2 separate regions of the Salmo salar genome follow, and region 1 is linked to region 2. A link is a contact called in public Hi-C data. All regions are on one chromosome and are shown on one strand. The core of a region is the stretch at or near the end of the contact, and the rest is flanking DNA. Distances in the headings are between cores, read along the strand shown.

Region 1 (7,357 bases), core at 1,752-4,251, 140 kb after region 2:
AGTCCAAACATGATCCTCATGGGGACAGAGCTCCTGCTCTGCATTCCCTGCGGCGCGCGCTTTTGTTAGAGATAGAACAAACACAGCTATTTAAAACGCAACGCAGCACAATTTGCCATTTGTGAGTGAGTGGGCAGTTAGTTGACTTTCTGGTGTCCACTGTCTCTGTAGCCTAAATACTCATGCAACCCTCACCTGCCACGTTGCATGCGCGAGCATTGAAACATACATTTACACATCACATTTACACTTTAGTCAGTTAGCAGATGCTCTTATCCTGAGCCATTTACAGGAGCAATTAGGGTTAAGGGCCTTGCTCAAGGGAACATGGACGTGCATGAACCACCTTCTGCTGAAGCTAAGTGCTAAAATAGATGGCGGCAGGTAGTCTAGTGGTTAGAATGTTGGGCCAGTAACTGAAAGGTAACTAGTTTGAATACCCAATCCAACAAGGTGCATAATCTGCCAATGTGCCCTTCAGCAAGGCACTTAACCCTAATTTCCCCCAGGGGTGCTGTACTACTATGGCTGACCTTGTAAAACAACACATTTCACTGTACCTATCATACTACTATGGCTGACCCTGTAAAACAACACATTTCACTGTACCTATCATACTACTATGGCTGACCCTGTAAAACAACACATTTCACTGTACCTATCATACTACTATGGCTGACCCTGAAAAACAACACATTTCACTGTACCTATCATACTACTATGGCTGACCCTGTAAAACAACACATTTCACTGTACCTATCATACTACTATGGCCGACCCTATAAAACAACACATTTCACTGTACCTATCATACTACTATGGCTGACCCTGTAAAACAACCCATTTCACTGTACCTATCTGTTCTATGTGACAATAAAACATATATTATTGTATTTGACTAAATCAACATGTTCAGATTGTGGCTGGTGTAACCATGCTGTGAGACTACCATCATTGAAGTCCTTTGTGTTGACAAGGGGCACAAGGGGCATTGCACAAAACAAAGTAGTCATCTCTAACCAATCAGAGTATCAAAGCCAATGAAGAATTTTCAAACTCCTGTTTTACACAAGTGTGTTCTGGCTCTGGCCCAACCCATCGGTTCCTTGACCAATCAGACTGCCCCGAATGTGTTCACGTTTGGTGAAGCGTTGGGGGTACTCAGATCCAGACTCGTTACAGAGAAGAAACTAATGTCCGTGGGCGTGGCGTAGCGTTTGGCCGGAGTAGGGAGTCTGGGTAACCAGGCAAACTCCTCTGCAGCTGTCGCTGCCAACTGAAGCGGGATATCGGCCTATTGCATCTATTTAAGCGATTGTAAAGATCCCAGATAGAGATAGTGTTTGGAAAAACTACAACATACTCAAATGTTTGAAATAATGAAGAACCCCATACCTCCAACTTAAATTAGACCTGTGTCATTTGTTGTAGTCCTGGGCCAGTGTAGCCTAACCTTTAAACTTAGGCAATTAGGCCCACTCTTTCTGCCTCACTCTCAACTACTTGGAAATGCAATATTGCTGGTGTATAACAATTAAGTTATACAATTTAAACTAGGTCAGTATTAAATCTAGTTTATAAAATACATTATAATTTTGAGCAGACAATGAGAGCTTTGCAGCCTTAAGGCAGAGCGTTTGGCAGGCACACAGCTGCTATGGCCCCTAAAGCTGACCGTGCTGGGCCAGACAGAGAGACAGAGTTCTTACCTGCGCCCGTATCCTTGTTCTCCTTGCTGTTGGTGCCCGGTTCCTGGGCTTGCTTGTCGTTTTCACAAGTCCCCTGGTCCAGCCGTGCTTCAGTGCTGGAGCAGCAGTACCGGAGCTCGCATTTCCCGCAGCAGATGATGGCATCCTCACCATCGAACTTCTCCGGGCACTGGAAGCCCTCTCTCCAGGTGCCCTGGGTGTCATGCCAACCGTGACAGTACTCTCCACTCGCCTTAACGTCAATAATAACCAGGAGTAGAGTTACAACCACGATGACAGACATTGGGAGACCTCGGCCACCCCACATCCCGACCCCGGTACCCGTGTGGGCGCGCTATAAGAGACTGAGGGTTTATTTCTCTTTCTCTACGGCTCGAACCTGGTTAACGGAGTGATACGGTGGATGGATGAAATTAAAGAAAGAGTGGCGACAAAGTGGAGACAAAACAAAACGTCTTTGAAACTGTCATTTGACAGTTGAATTCCGTGCATAGCCTAATTCAATAGATCCACACGTTTGTCACCAAAGCGCCCCTTTTCAAAGTATCCACTGTCCGAAGTTTATCACAAGATTCCAAGTAGTTTATTTACGATTTTTGGGAAAATAAACTATGATACCCAGAACATAAATACATTTGACACCAATCTTATAAATAGCCTATTTTTTCATAGAGCTTATTTCACTCTCCATTCCACGGCTCAGCTCTGCGAGTCCCAGGAAACATCAATCCAGGCTGAACGGAATCCCTCTGGCACGGAAGCGAGGCTGTCCATGTTCTCCTGAAAATGCACTTCTCGGATGACTTTCCCCCAAATAGCAGCGAAACCAACACTGGCTTTACATGTAATCCATACCGCCCTGCGAGTGTTCTCACGAAATCTTCCTCTGTCCTGTCCAGTCCACCAGCCCAGCAAGTTGTGTTTCTCCTCTTCTAATGCATGTCGATCAACTCCTCCAAACGTTTCTACAGTAGACTAACATATAGAAAAGTAGACCATGAGACTAAATTCGAACAGAGCATGTTATTCACGGTTTCTTGGGGATAGTCTACGTCAGAAAGATCCGTGCAAGACATGTCAATTTTGCACCCATTCATACAGTATTGCCTCCCAGTCCGAGTCCATCTAGGTCGAGAGCGCTTCGAATCAGCGTGTCCAGTTTCAATGAAAGGTGGGCAACAGTTAAACTTCCGCTTGCGCATTGGTCACTGACATGTTCCTAGACTTCTCAGTGCTCAGCCAGCCAGCCAGCCAGTTGTCAGTGTGAACAAGTGTCACTGCGCTCAGTTCTGAAGAGCCCCTCCGCTTTCCGAGGGTAGCCCCCGTGCGGTGTTGGGTGTGGTTACCCCCTTGGGACCCCTGCGCGCACAATGGAAGGCCTGATTGTTGAATGGAGTGCACGTATTGACTGCTGGCCGAGAGTAGCTCTCACTCATACATTATCACCTTAAATTGACTTGTGTGCATAAAAACTATGGCCAAGACACACACACACACACACACGCACACATGGTTGGATGTTAATAGGCCTTATCAAGTGAATACCATTACCTACCTACTTATCTTATTGCATGCTCAGTGTTCATGTCATGGGAATAAGGTGTATTCTACTAGAGCTAGAAAATTACAAAAGTAGTTATGGTATAGGCCTCGTTATGCTATGTGTACAGTGACGGAAAAAGTACCCAATTAAAGATAACTTAATAGAAAATGAACAGGCAAAAGTAAAAGTCACCCAGTAAAATACTACTTGAGTAAAAGTCTAAAAGTATCTGGTTTTAAATATACTTAAGTATCAAAAGTAAATGTATTTGCTAAAATATACACAAGTATCCAAATTAAAAGTATAAATAATTTAAAATGCCCTATTATAAGCAACCCAGATGGCAAGATTGTGATGTTTTTCTAATTTACGGATCACCTGGGCCAAACTCCAACACTCAGACATCTTTACAAAGGAAGCATTTGTGTTTAGGGGGTCCACAAGATCAGAGGCAGTAGGGATGACCAAGGATAATCTCTTGATAACTGTGTGAATTGGACCATTTTACTGTCCTGCTTTCAGTAATGAGTGCTTTTGTCTGTCAGGGAAAATGTATGGAGTAAAAAGTACATTATTTTCTTTAGGAATGTAGTGGAGTAAAAGTAAAAGTTGTCAAAAATATAAATAGAAAAGTACAGTACAGATACCCCCCAAAAAACGACTTAAGTAGTACTTTAAAGTATTTTTACACCACTGTATGAGTAGGTCTACTGTTCAATCATCGAGCACATTTGAAACATTAGTGAAGTTGAAAATCATTCGTTAGATGACATTGCCACCTGGTGGTTATAAATATTAGTACACATGATAGTATAAAATTGTTTTCCATAATTTATACAAATTATGCTAATTATTTACATTGTTTATGTTTTTATTTGGGGACGTGATGAATAGTTGGCCTATGTTTCAGGTCATTTTGTTTTCACTATTCAGCCCTGTCTGAAGCACCCACTAGTTACACTACACCCCTTACTTGTGGCTATGTTGAAGACTACATTTCCCATCATGCTCTACTGTCAAATAGCGTCCTTGGTAACTAGGAAGGGAAGTTATTTTACCTAGAAGCGCGCAACTGTTGGATACACAGCGCAGCACAACAGCTCCCCCCTGCCAGAACACCCCCCCCCCCCTCGCGTGAACGCGCACGCACTAAATTCTTCATTGCCGCGACTTGCTTGCGAGTTGAGATTTCTGATCACGTTAGGCTGCGTTTCATTTTATTTTTAATGTCGGTTTGATCGCGGGGGAGGCACTAGTAATGTCTGCACTTTTCGGTTTGGCTATTTGTTTTAAGTGTATTAGTCTATAAATAAATCTCTTTGTCAAAATGAGTAATTGCTTGCCTACATTTTCACCTTCCTCTATGTTTAATATAACACACATACATTAATTATTCATTTCGGTTGCCTATTCTGACGTGAAGTTTGTTCTATAGAAAGTATTTGACTCTGATGTACTCTGGGCGAAAAAGAAAGTTCAAACATATAAGTCAACATGAGTGCATATCCATAATCACAGTACACTCTTAAACTAATATATTTTTTAAAATGTATAATAATATAATAAACAAAATTATGACTGAATGTGCCTCCATGTAGAATCCCCTCCCCAATAGGTCCATTCGCCCTCAATAGCACACCCCCAGCACCTCCAACATCCCCATCAACCCCCCTCAACCACAAAACACAATAATGATAATAATAATAGAAGTTAAAATTTAAAAATATATACCAAGATATATATACACATACACACACACATGTACAGTAAATACAGTTGAAGTCAGAAGTTTACATACACTTATGTTGGAGTCATTAAAACTCATTTTTAAACCACTCCAAAATTTCTTTTCAACAAACTATAGTTTTGGCAAGTCGGTTAGGACATCTACTTTGTGCATGACACAAGTAATTTTTCCAACAATTGTTTACAGACAGATTATTTCACTTATAATTCACTGTATCACAATTCCAGTGGGTCAGAAGTTTACATACACTAAGTTGACTGTGCCTTTAACCAGCTTGGAAAATTCCAGAAAATGATGTCATGGCTTTAGAAGCGTATGATAGGCTAATTGACATACTTTGAGTCAGTTGGGGGTGTACCTGTGGATGTATTTCAAGGCCTACCTTCAAACTCAGTGCCTCTTTGCTTGACATCATGGGAAAATCAAAAGAAATCAGCCAAGACCTCAGAAAAATAATTGTAGACCTCCACAAGTCTGGTTCATCCTTGGGAGCAATTTCCAAACACCTGAAGGTACCACGTTCATCTGTACAAACAATAGTACGCAAGTATAAACACCATGGGACCACGCAGCTGTCATACCGTTCAGGAAGAAGACGCGTTCTGTGTCCTAGAGATGAACGTACTTTGGTGCGAAAAATGCAAATCAATCCCAGAACAACAGCAAAGGACCTTTTTAAAAAAAATGTTTTACCTTTACTTAACTAGGCAAGTCAGTTATGAACAAATTCTTATTTTCAATGACGGCCTAGGAACAGTGGGTTAACTGCCTTATTCAGGGGCAGAACGACAGATTTTTTCCTTGTCAGCTCGAGGATTCGATCTTGCAACCTTTCGGTTACTAGTCCAACGCGCTAAACACTAGGCCACTAGGCTACCTGCCACCCATTGTGAAGATGCTGGAGGAAGCAGGTACAAAAGTATCTATATCCACAGTAAAACGAGTCCTATATCGACATAACCTGAAAGGCCGCTCAGCAAGGAAGAAGCCACTGCTCCAAAACCTCCATAAAAAAGCCAGACTATGGTTTGCAACTGCACATGGGGACAAAGATCGTACTTTTTTGAGAAATGTCCTCTGGTCTGACGAAACAAAAATAGAACTGTTTGTCCATAATGACCATCGTTATGTTTGGAGGAAAAGGGGGGAGGCTTGCAAGTCGAAGAACACCATCCCAACTGTGAAGCACGGGGGTGGCAACATCATGTTGTGGGGGTGCTTTGCTGCAGGAGGGACTGGTACACTTCACAAAATAGATGGCATCATGAGGTAGGAAAATTGTGGATATATTGAAGCAACATCTCAAGACATCTGTCAGGAAGTTAAAGCTTGGTCACAAATGGATCTTCCAAATGGACAATGACCCCAAGCATACTTCCAAAGTTGTGGCAAAATGGCTTAAGGACAACAAAGTCAAGGTATTGGAGTGGCCATCACAAAGCCCTGACCTCTATCCTATAGAACATTTGTGGGCAGAACTGAAAAAGCGTGCGCGAGCAAGGAGGCCTACAAACCTGACTCAGTTACACCAGCTGTCAGGAGGAATGGGACAAAATTCACCCAACTTATTGTGGGAAGCTTGTGGAAGGCTACCCGAAACGTTTGACTCAAGTTAAACAATTTAAAGGCAATGCTACCAAATACCAATTGAGTGTATGTAAACTTCTGACCCACTGGGAATGTGATGAAAGAAATAAAAGCTGAAATAAATCATTCTCTCTAGTATTATTCTGACATTTCACATTCTTAAAATAAAGTGGTGATCTTAACTGATCTAAGACAGAGAATATTTACTAGGATTAAATGTCAGGAATTGTGAAACACTGAGTTTAAATGTACTTGGCTAAGGTGTATGTAAACTTCCGACTTCAACTGTATACATAAACATATTCACAGGACAGTCAACTTATCTCTTATCTCTTTTCCTACATCAGATATACCTACATTTCCACCTGGATGACAGCACATAATCAGCAAGACGGAGATGCTCTTCATCCAACGGAATGCCTGCCCATTCTCAGATGTTAGATAATCTGAGATGATCACGTCATTTACATTCCAGCCCTTGTCAGCTCCAGATTTGACTACTTCAACTCACACCCTGCTGGAATCCCTGCCTTCTCAGATTCCCCTCTGTTATTAATCTCTATATTGTAATCAATAAAGTGTTTCAAAATGCTGTACTTTTATTAACATGTAATGTTCAGATCATTCCATGCTCTACTAACTGTGGCTCAGTTAGTAGAGCATGGTGTTTGCAACGCCAGGGTTGTGGGCTCGATTCCCACGAAGGGCCAGTAAAACAAAAAAATGCGTGAAATTAAATGTATGAAATGTATACATTCACTACTGTAAGTC
Region 2 (7,843 bases), core at 319-2,818:
TGACTTTTGAATGAGTTTTCACTTGGTCAGTGGTCCCAAGGATCCTGTTGTCTGCCCACCTGTTCAGTGTATTTCAACCTAGCCATCTAACCCCACAGATCCACAGGGAATGTTCAACATTTCATTCCGTTACAGCCTTTGACACTAAAAATATTAGTACGCCAAGTCAGAAAGAAACATCTAAAGCAAAAGATGATCAGGAAAGTGTGTGATTTAGCAGCAAGCACTTGTAGTAGGACTTGTCTGTTACAGAGACAGGCCAATAATGTTGATGCTAGACAAGGAGTTGTGCAATAACATGGAGGGAAGGAAGGACTGTTTTGCATAGTTACATTTTTAAACATTATAGTGCTGTTCTTTCTCCCTTGTTTACTCCTTGGCATCAATGATTAGTTCCTCTGTTGGGAAATAGAGTATCTGCTTAGTAGTATGTTGTCCCTCTACCCTTGGTCTCCTAGAGATGCCCCCTTAATCAAAAAGTAGTTCACCTCCCACTCCTCTAACGTCTGTGTTTTAAAGTCCCAGCTCTGGTAGAACCTGCCTGTCATGGCCTGATTTCCATGTTCACAAACCAGAAAGGAATGAATAGGTGAAAGCAAAATGGTTCCGGCTCCACTCAACCATTTTCTATATCTATCCAATCCTTTCAGATCAGTGAACAACAGATTTCTTCCTCCATTAGCCTGGCCTAGATCTCAATTGGCTCTTCCTGCATGCAGTATCACCATGTTACCACCAGGGGCAGTATTCACCACAGTACAACATGGTGAGAACTGGAGGCCAGTGTTATTGGTGTCCAGGCAGTGTAGGGGTTTTCTGTCATTTGAATCCTGACTTTTGTCACGCAGACCCATGAGACAGGGGTGTGATAATTGGGTAATATTGCTCTTTGTATACTGCAGAATCTGAGCGTATGTGCATTGTGGAGCTGTGAGTGTGATGAATAAGTGTGTGTGGTAGGGCTGAAGGAAGTGATAAAACAGAATGTCATATGATTTAGCAGCATTAATCAGTCACCTGAATGTTAATCTAAGACCGAGTGGGAGGGTCCGTGGCCATCGAATTTAGTATTTATTCTGTTCCTATTTAATGAGATCAAAAACATCCTTTGAGATATTGAATACTTATTGTTATGTGATGAGATTAAAACAATAAACTGTTAATATTAATGTGTTCTGTTACTGTGTAATATAAATATACAAAGGTTTTCTTCTCTGCTCCTTAACAATGGAATTAAATACAGCTTTGTTATGCCTGGAGTTATTTTGTGTGACTTTGTGTTCCTCACACAGAACCACTGTTTTATCCACATCTCCTATGACAGACCTCGCTAGGCAATAAATTACTCCTAGGCCTATGAAATTAGATGAATGTAACACTTCATTTTTTTAAATATCCAAATATTAAATGACCATAGTGCTAATAGTCATATTCCCTATACCCGTTTGGCATGCTATTTAACCTAGCTGTGCAGTGTTGGCCTCCTGCAGCCTATGGCTACTGCGTTACTAGGCTATTTTTACACATGGCATGTTACACTATTTAACTTATGGCACACATTGGCTACGTGCATATCCAGTTGAAGCAAAGTGAGTCTGAACGAAGGAACGAGGTTATCCTTTTTGTGAGTTTGGCTGAGGACGAAGCCGCACGCACGCACGAACACATGGCATCTATGCGCGCCCTCGTCGCTGCTAAGTAGACCCACCACGGTCTGTCGTCCTACTGGTCAGTTATGATTCATCTCCGAGCGAATGCAGCCTTGTCCCGGGCCCGCATTCCCCGCTGTGACAGTGAGCCACGAGCATGCCAGTGCCCCGGACGCCCTCTTCCAGCCTGATACAGACCCGCACAAGTTCAGGATGTATTTCAACCGGCGATCGAAGAAGATCCACAGCGAGGGCGGTAAGCGTGTCTAGAGGGGACGACGCATGTACTGTAGTCTACAGTAGTACATGTACTGTAGTCTACAGTACAGCTACATGGGTAATTATAGGGGTCGAACTGGCAGCGACATAAACATTGCGACGAGGACGGATTGATTGATTATATTAACAATTTGTGCAATCTGTCCTATTATATATGTGCTTTAGGCTATATTATTGGGACTATAGGGGTTGGGATGGCCTTGTTTATCCCAGGACTGCGGCACGGAGGCGGTGCACCCTGTCATAGGTTACACAGTCAGTGCAGGGCTCATTTTCTATTGGCACGGACTGACTCGGGTTGTGGGCTCAGCGCTTCAACTGAGTCAGTGTCGAATGCTTCGTATAGCGTAGCGTACTGTGTGAAATAATTCAGTAAATACCGGTAGACGGAGAGGAGGTTAGTGTAGGTGAGCGGGGACCGACATGTCATGGCCTCACTTTAAACAGTGCGCGTAATAGACTAGCCTACAGAAATGCCTATGTAGGCTATTTGTCCACGGAACCGATTTACTTTCCCAGGGCGAATGGGTTAATGGTGTGAAGGGTGCAAACTGTCAGGACAGGACATACTTTATTCCGACACATAGGCTACAGTTCGGCACCGTGGGAGAGCCCGTTGTTTAACACAGTCGTTGCTTAAAGGGAACGTGACTAAGGGATCTTATTCTAAGCCCCTAGCGGGAAGGCCATCTCACCTGTTGAGGTCACGCGGGACCCACACAGTTGAACACGAAATCTGTGCTAGTTTAGGCTACATAATAGAGACATTATTATCTGGGCCTGTATACTGGTGCAGAATAGTGATTGGTCTTTTGGGGCTATTCATTATGCTTTTGTCCCCGAAGAAAAACAATGCGTCACAGATGCACGTTTGCCCTCTATGCTTCACAGGGACAGCAGAAAGCATCATTGCACAGGACTCTAGCCTATGTACACACGGAAAATCCTAGCATGATTATTGGCGTTTTGACCGTGTCAGTGAGTGACTTCTATAAGAGGTTTTGGGTCAAGGCTGCAGGGATTAGAGGGGAGGAGGTCAGGGTTTTGGGTCAAGGCTGCAGGGATTAGAGGGGAGGAGGTCAGGGTTTTTGTTTAAGGCTGCAGGGGTTAGAGGGGGGGAGGTCAGGGTTTTGGGTCAAGGCTGCAGGGATTAGAGGGGAGGAGGTCAGGGTTTTGGGTCAAGGCTGCAGGGATTAGAGGGGAGGAGGTCAGGGTTTTTGTTTAAGGCTGCAGGGGTTAGAGGGGAGGAGGTCAGGGTTTTGGGTCAAGGCTGCAGGGATTAGAGGGGAAGAGGTCAGGGTTTTGGGTCAAGGCTGCAGGGATTAGAGGGGAGGAGGTCAGGGTTTTGGGTCAAGGCTGCAGGGATTAGAGGGGAGGAGGTCAGGGTTTTGGGTCAAGGCTGCAGGGATTAGAGGGGAAGAGGTCAGGGTTTTGGGTCAAGGCTGCAGGGATTAGAGGGGAGGAGGTCAGGGTTTTGGGTCAAGGCTGCAGGGATTAGAGGGGAGGAGGTCAGGGTTTTTGTTTAAGGCTGCAGGGGTTAGAGGGGAGGAGGTCAGGGTTTTGGGTCAAGGCTGCAGGGATTAGAGGGGAAGAGGTCAGGGTTTTGGGTCAAGGCTGCAGGGATTAGAGGGGAGGAGGTCAGGGTTTTGGGTCAAGGCTGCAGGGATTAGAGGGGAGGAGGTCAGGGTTTTGGGTCAAGGCTGCAGGGATTAGAGGGGAAGAGGTCAGGGTTTTGGGTCAAGGCTGCAGGGATTAGAGGGGAGGAGGTCAGGGTTTTGGGTCAAGGCTGCAGGGATTAGAGGGGAGGAGGTCAGGGTTTTGGGTCAAGGCTGCAGGGATTAGAGGGGAGGAGGTCAGGGTTTTGGGAGATAGCTGGGGCAGGTTTGGCAGTGATGCAGCCAAATATGACTTTGTGTTTGCCGATGCTCCATTTGGGCTTTGGAGGGATTGTCCTGGAAGAGGGTATGCATGTGGCTGAATGACCTTGAGTGACTGGCACAAGTGCATTGTGGCGGGTGTTTGTGTGTGACTGACTGTTTTTCCTCCAACAGGTTCGAGTGAGAGATTCCAGGGAAAGCTGATATTGACAGAAAATTACTTTTACTCTGGGTTAATCAGGACAGTCAGGACCCAGGAGTCAAGACAGGACGACACATCCGGGAACAAACACTCATACTATCCCTATAGACCTATTAACGGACCCCCCCCCCAGTGACATTTAAGGGAGATGTTGACAGTTCTTCACTGATTATATAATAGTAAGGGGTTGCGTATATAGTCTTGTTTCATTGTATGTACAAGTGAGTAACCTGTAAGGTGTGACATGGGAATGTGTTTTTTGCATATCCCACTCTCCCTGAGACACTCAGAGTGGGGTCAGGGAACAGACATTATTGACAGCTACCCAGGAGAAATAAGGGTTAATTGTCTTGCTCGGGATTCGATCCAGCAACCTTTTGGTTACTGTCCCAATGCTCCTAACCGCCAGGATACCTGCCGCCGCATTACTATTCTGTGTGTGTACAGTCCCCAGAGAAGTGTGGTTTGTTTACCATGTATAAAGATATAATGATATAAATCAGGCTATTGTCTGTGTGTCTGAGGCGGGTCTTTTTGGGGACACACACTACATGTCCAAAAGTATATGGACACCTTCTCTTGGAACATCTCATTCTAAAATCATGGGCATTAATATGGAGTTGTTCCCCTTTGCTGCTACATCATATCAGTCTCCACTCTTCTGGGAAGCGTTCCACTAGATGTTGGAACATTGCTGTGGGGACTTGCTTCCATTCAGCCACAAGAGCATTAGTGTGGTCGGGCGCTGATGTTGGGAGATTAGACCTGGCTCGCAGTCTGCGTTCCAATTCATCCCAATGGGATTGAGGTCAGGGCTCTGTGCAGGCCAGTCAAGTTCTTCCACACCTATCTTGACAAAATATTTCTGTATGGACCTCGCTTTGTGCACAGGGGCATTGTCATGCTGAAACAGGAAAGGGCCTTCCCCAAACCGTTGCCACAAAGTGGGAAGCACAGAATCGTCTATAATGTCATTGTATGCTGTAGCATTAAGATTTCCCTTCACTGGAACTAAGGGGCCTGAACCATGAAAAACAGCCCCAGACCATTATTCCTCCTCCACCAAACTTTACAGTTGGCACTATGCATTGGGGCAGGTAGCGTTCTCCTGACATCCGCCATACCCAGATTTGTCCATCTTACTACCAGATGGTGAAGCGTGATTCATCACTCCAGAGAATGTGTTTCCACTGCTCCAGAGTCCAATGGCGGCGAGGTTTACACCACTCCAGCCGATGCTTGGCATTGCACATGGTGATCTTAGGCTTGTGTGCGGCTTCCCGGCCATGGAAACCCATTTCGAGAAGCAGTTTGGAACTCCGTAGTGAGTGTTTCAACCGAGGACAGATGATTTTTACGGGCTACAAGCTTCAGCACTCGGCGGGGCCATTCTGTGAGCTTGTGTGGCCTACCAGTTCGCGGATGAGTCGTTGTTGCTCCTAGACGTTGACACTTCAAAATAACAGCACTTCCAGTTGACCGGGGCAGCTTTAGCAGGGCAGAAATTTGACAAATGGTGGCATCCTATGACGGTGCCACGTTGAAAGTCACTGAGCTATTTAGTAAGGCCATTCTACTGGCATATATTGAGCTGCAGAAAATCTTCAGGAGGCAATGTGATCAGTTGGCCACAGAGGAGCACTGTTGTACAACCTTCATGGGACTCAAGACAATGTCAACGACATTCCAACAGCATTCACAAGTAGAAACACACACACACACACACACACACACACACACACACACACACACACACACACACACACACACACACACACACACACACACACACACACAGTCTACATAAACACGCAGGCGCGCACACACACACACAGTCAATTGCCTCTTCTAGACTCACACCTGAACTCACCTACACACACGCACATCGATTACTTACTCACACGTGTCTTGTTGTGTGTGGCCGGCCCCGGACAATAGTGGCATTACGTTACTGACTCTCTGTATTGTTCTCTCCCGTCCCACGGCTGGTAGCCTGCTCCATGATCTTTGTCTCCCGTCCCACGGCTGGTGGCCTGCTCCATGATCTCTGTCTCCCGTCCCACGGCTGGTGGCCTGCTCCATGATCTCTGTCTCCCGTCCCACGGCTGGTGGCCTGCTCCATGATCTCTGTCTCCCGTCCCACGGCTGGTGGCCTGCTCCATGATCTCTGTCTCCCGTCCCACGGCTGGTGGCCTGCTCCATGATCTTTGTCTCCCGTCCCACGGCTGGTGGCCTGCTCCATGATCTCTGTCTCCCGTCCCACGGCTGGTGGCCTGCTCCATGATCTTTGTCTCCCGTCCCACGGCTGGTGGCCTGCTCCATGATCTTTGTCTCCCGTCCCACGGCTGGTGGCCTGCTCCATGATCTTTGTCTCCCGTCCCACGGCTGGTGGCCTGCTCCATGATCTTCGTCTCCCGTCCCACGGCTGGTGGCCTGCTCCATGATCTTTGTCTCCCGTCCCACGGCTGGTGGCCTGCTCCATGATTTCTGTCTCCCCCAGAGCACTTAGTGTTGACTCCCATTAGTCAGTAGGAGTCTCCTGACCACCTGGACCCAGAGCGGGGCGTCAGCGTGGCCGCCATGCGCTCTCGCCATGCGCTCTCGCCATGCGCTCTCACCATGCGCTCTCACCATGCGCTCTCGTCATGCGCTCTCACCATGCGCTCTCGTCATGCGCTCTTGGCTCACTGACAGGTTTGACAGAAGTGAGTTAGAGTATTGTCTTACACAGGCTGGCCTGGCTGGCGCCCACCACTGCTTGGAGTTCACAGGCTGGCCTGGCTGGCACTCCCCCACTGCTTGGAGTTCACAGGCTGGCCTGGCTGGCGCCCCCCACTGCTTGGAATTCACCAGTGCATGCACTGGAATAGTAACCTTTTAATGACTAGAGCAGCGGTCGGGGCCAATCAATTTAAGGAGTGAATTTCAATTGAAAATGAACCCCAACCCTGGACTAGAGCACAGTGGTGGTCACTAACCCTGATAATAGAGGCACACGACTTTCTAGGACCCGGGCTGGTGACCGCTGGACTAGGCTGGTCTGCCTGTCTGCACAGTGACTTTTATGTGCTCGTAGTAAATAGACTTGACATACGATCACATATACATATACTGTATAAACCACCATGTATTCACTCTGCAAGATCTTGTACACATATCGACAGACACACAAAACACACACAAGAACATGGTCACATACAGTTGAAGTCGGAAGCTTACATACACCTTAGCCAAATACATTTAACCTAAGTTTTTCACATTTAATCCTAATAAAAATTCCCTGTCTTAGGTCAGTTAGGATCACCACTTTATTTTAAGAATGTGAAATGACAGAATAATAGTAGAGAGAATGATTTATTTCAGCTTTTATTTCTTTCATCACATTCCCAGTGGGTCAGAAGTTTACATACACTCAATTAGTATTTGGTAGCATTGCCTTTAAATTGTTTAACTTGGGTCAAACGTTTCAGGTAGACTTCCACAATAAGTTGGGTGAATTTTGGGCCATTCCTCCTGACAGAACTGGTGTAACTGAGTCAGGTTTGTAGGCCTCCTTGCTCGCACACACTTTTTCAGTTCTGCCCACAAATTGTCTATAGGATTAAGGTCAGGGCTTTGTGATGGCCACTCCAATACCTTGACTTTGCTGTCCTTAAGCCATAACTTTGGAAGTATGTTTGGGGTCATTGTCCATTTGGAAGATCCATTTGTGACCAAGTTTTAACTTCCTGACTGATGTCTTGAGATGTTGCTTCAATATATCCAGATAATTTTCATGCCTCATGATGCCATCTATTTTGTGAAGTGCACCAGTCCCTCCTGCAGCAAAACACCCC

Evidence for each region. Hi-C and Micro-C count contacts between places; a contact is called where the count stands out from the background.
Region 1: a contact with region 2 is called in a Hi-C map of muscle, with 5 times the contacts expected there. The contact joins the promoter of LOC106590441 here to the promoter of LOC106590443 in region 2. A contact is called at or near these places in 2 of 3 Hi-C or Micro-C datasets (gill and muscle).

Annotation. Positions count from the first base shown.
Region 1 is chrssa29:26,426,501-26,433,857 of Ssal_v3.1, forward strand. It overlaps LOC106590441 (protein shisa-2), which reads right to left and starts at 3,002. Exons shown (of 2, transcript XM_014181489.2): 1 at 1,710-3,002. The coding sequence starts at 2,016.
Region 2 is chrssa29:26,288,719-26,296,561 of Ssal_v3.1, forward strand. It overlaps LOC106590443 (phospholipid-transporting ATPase IB), which reads left to right and starts at 1,569. Exons shown (of 36, transcript XM_014181490.2): 1 at 1,569-1,905. The coding sequence starts at 1,755. It overlaps LOC106590444 (E3 ubiquitin-protein ligase RNF6), which reads left to right. Exons shown (of 4, transcript XM_014181495.2): 4 at 1-1,259.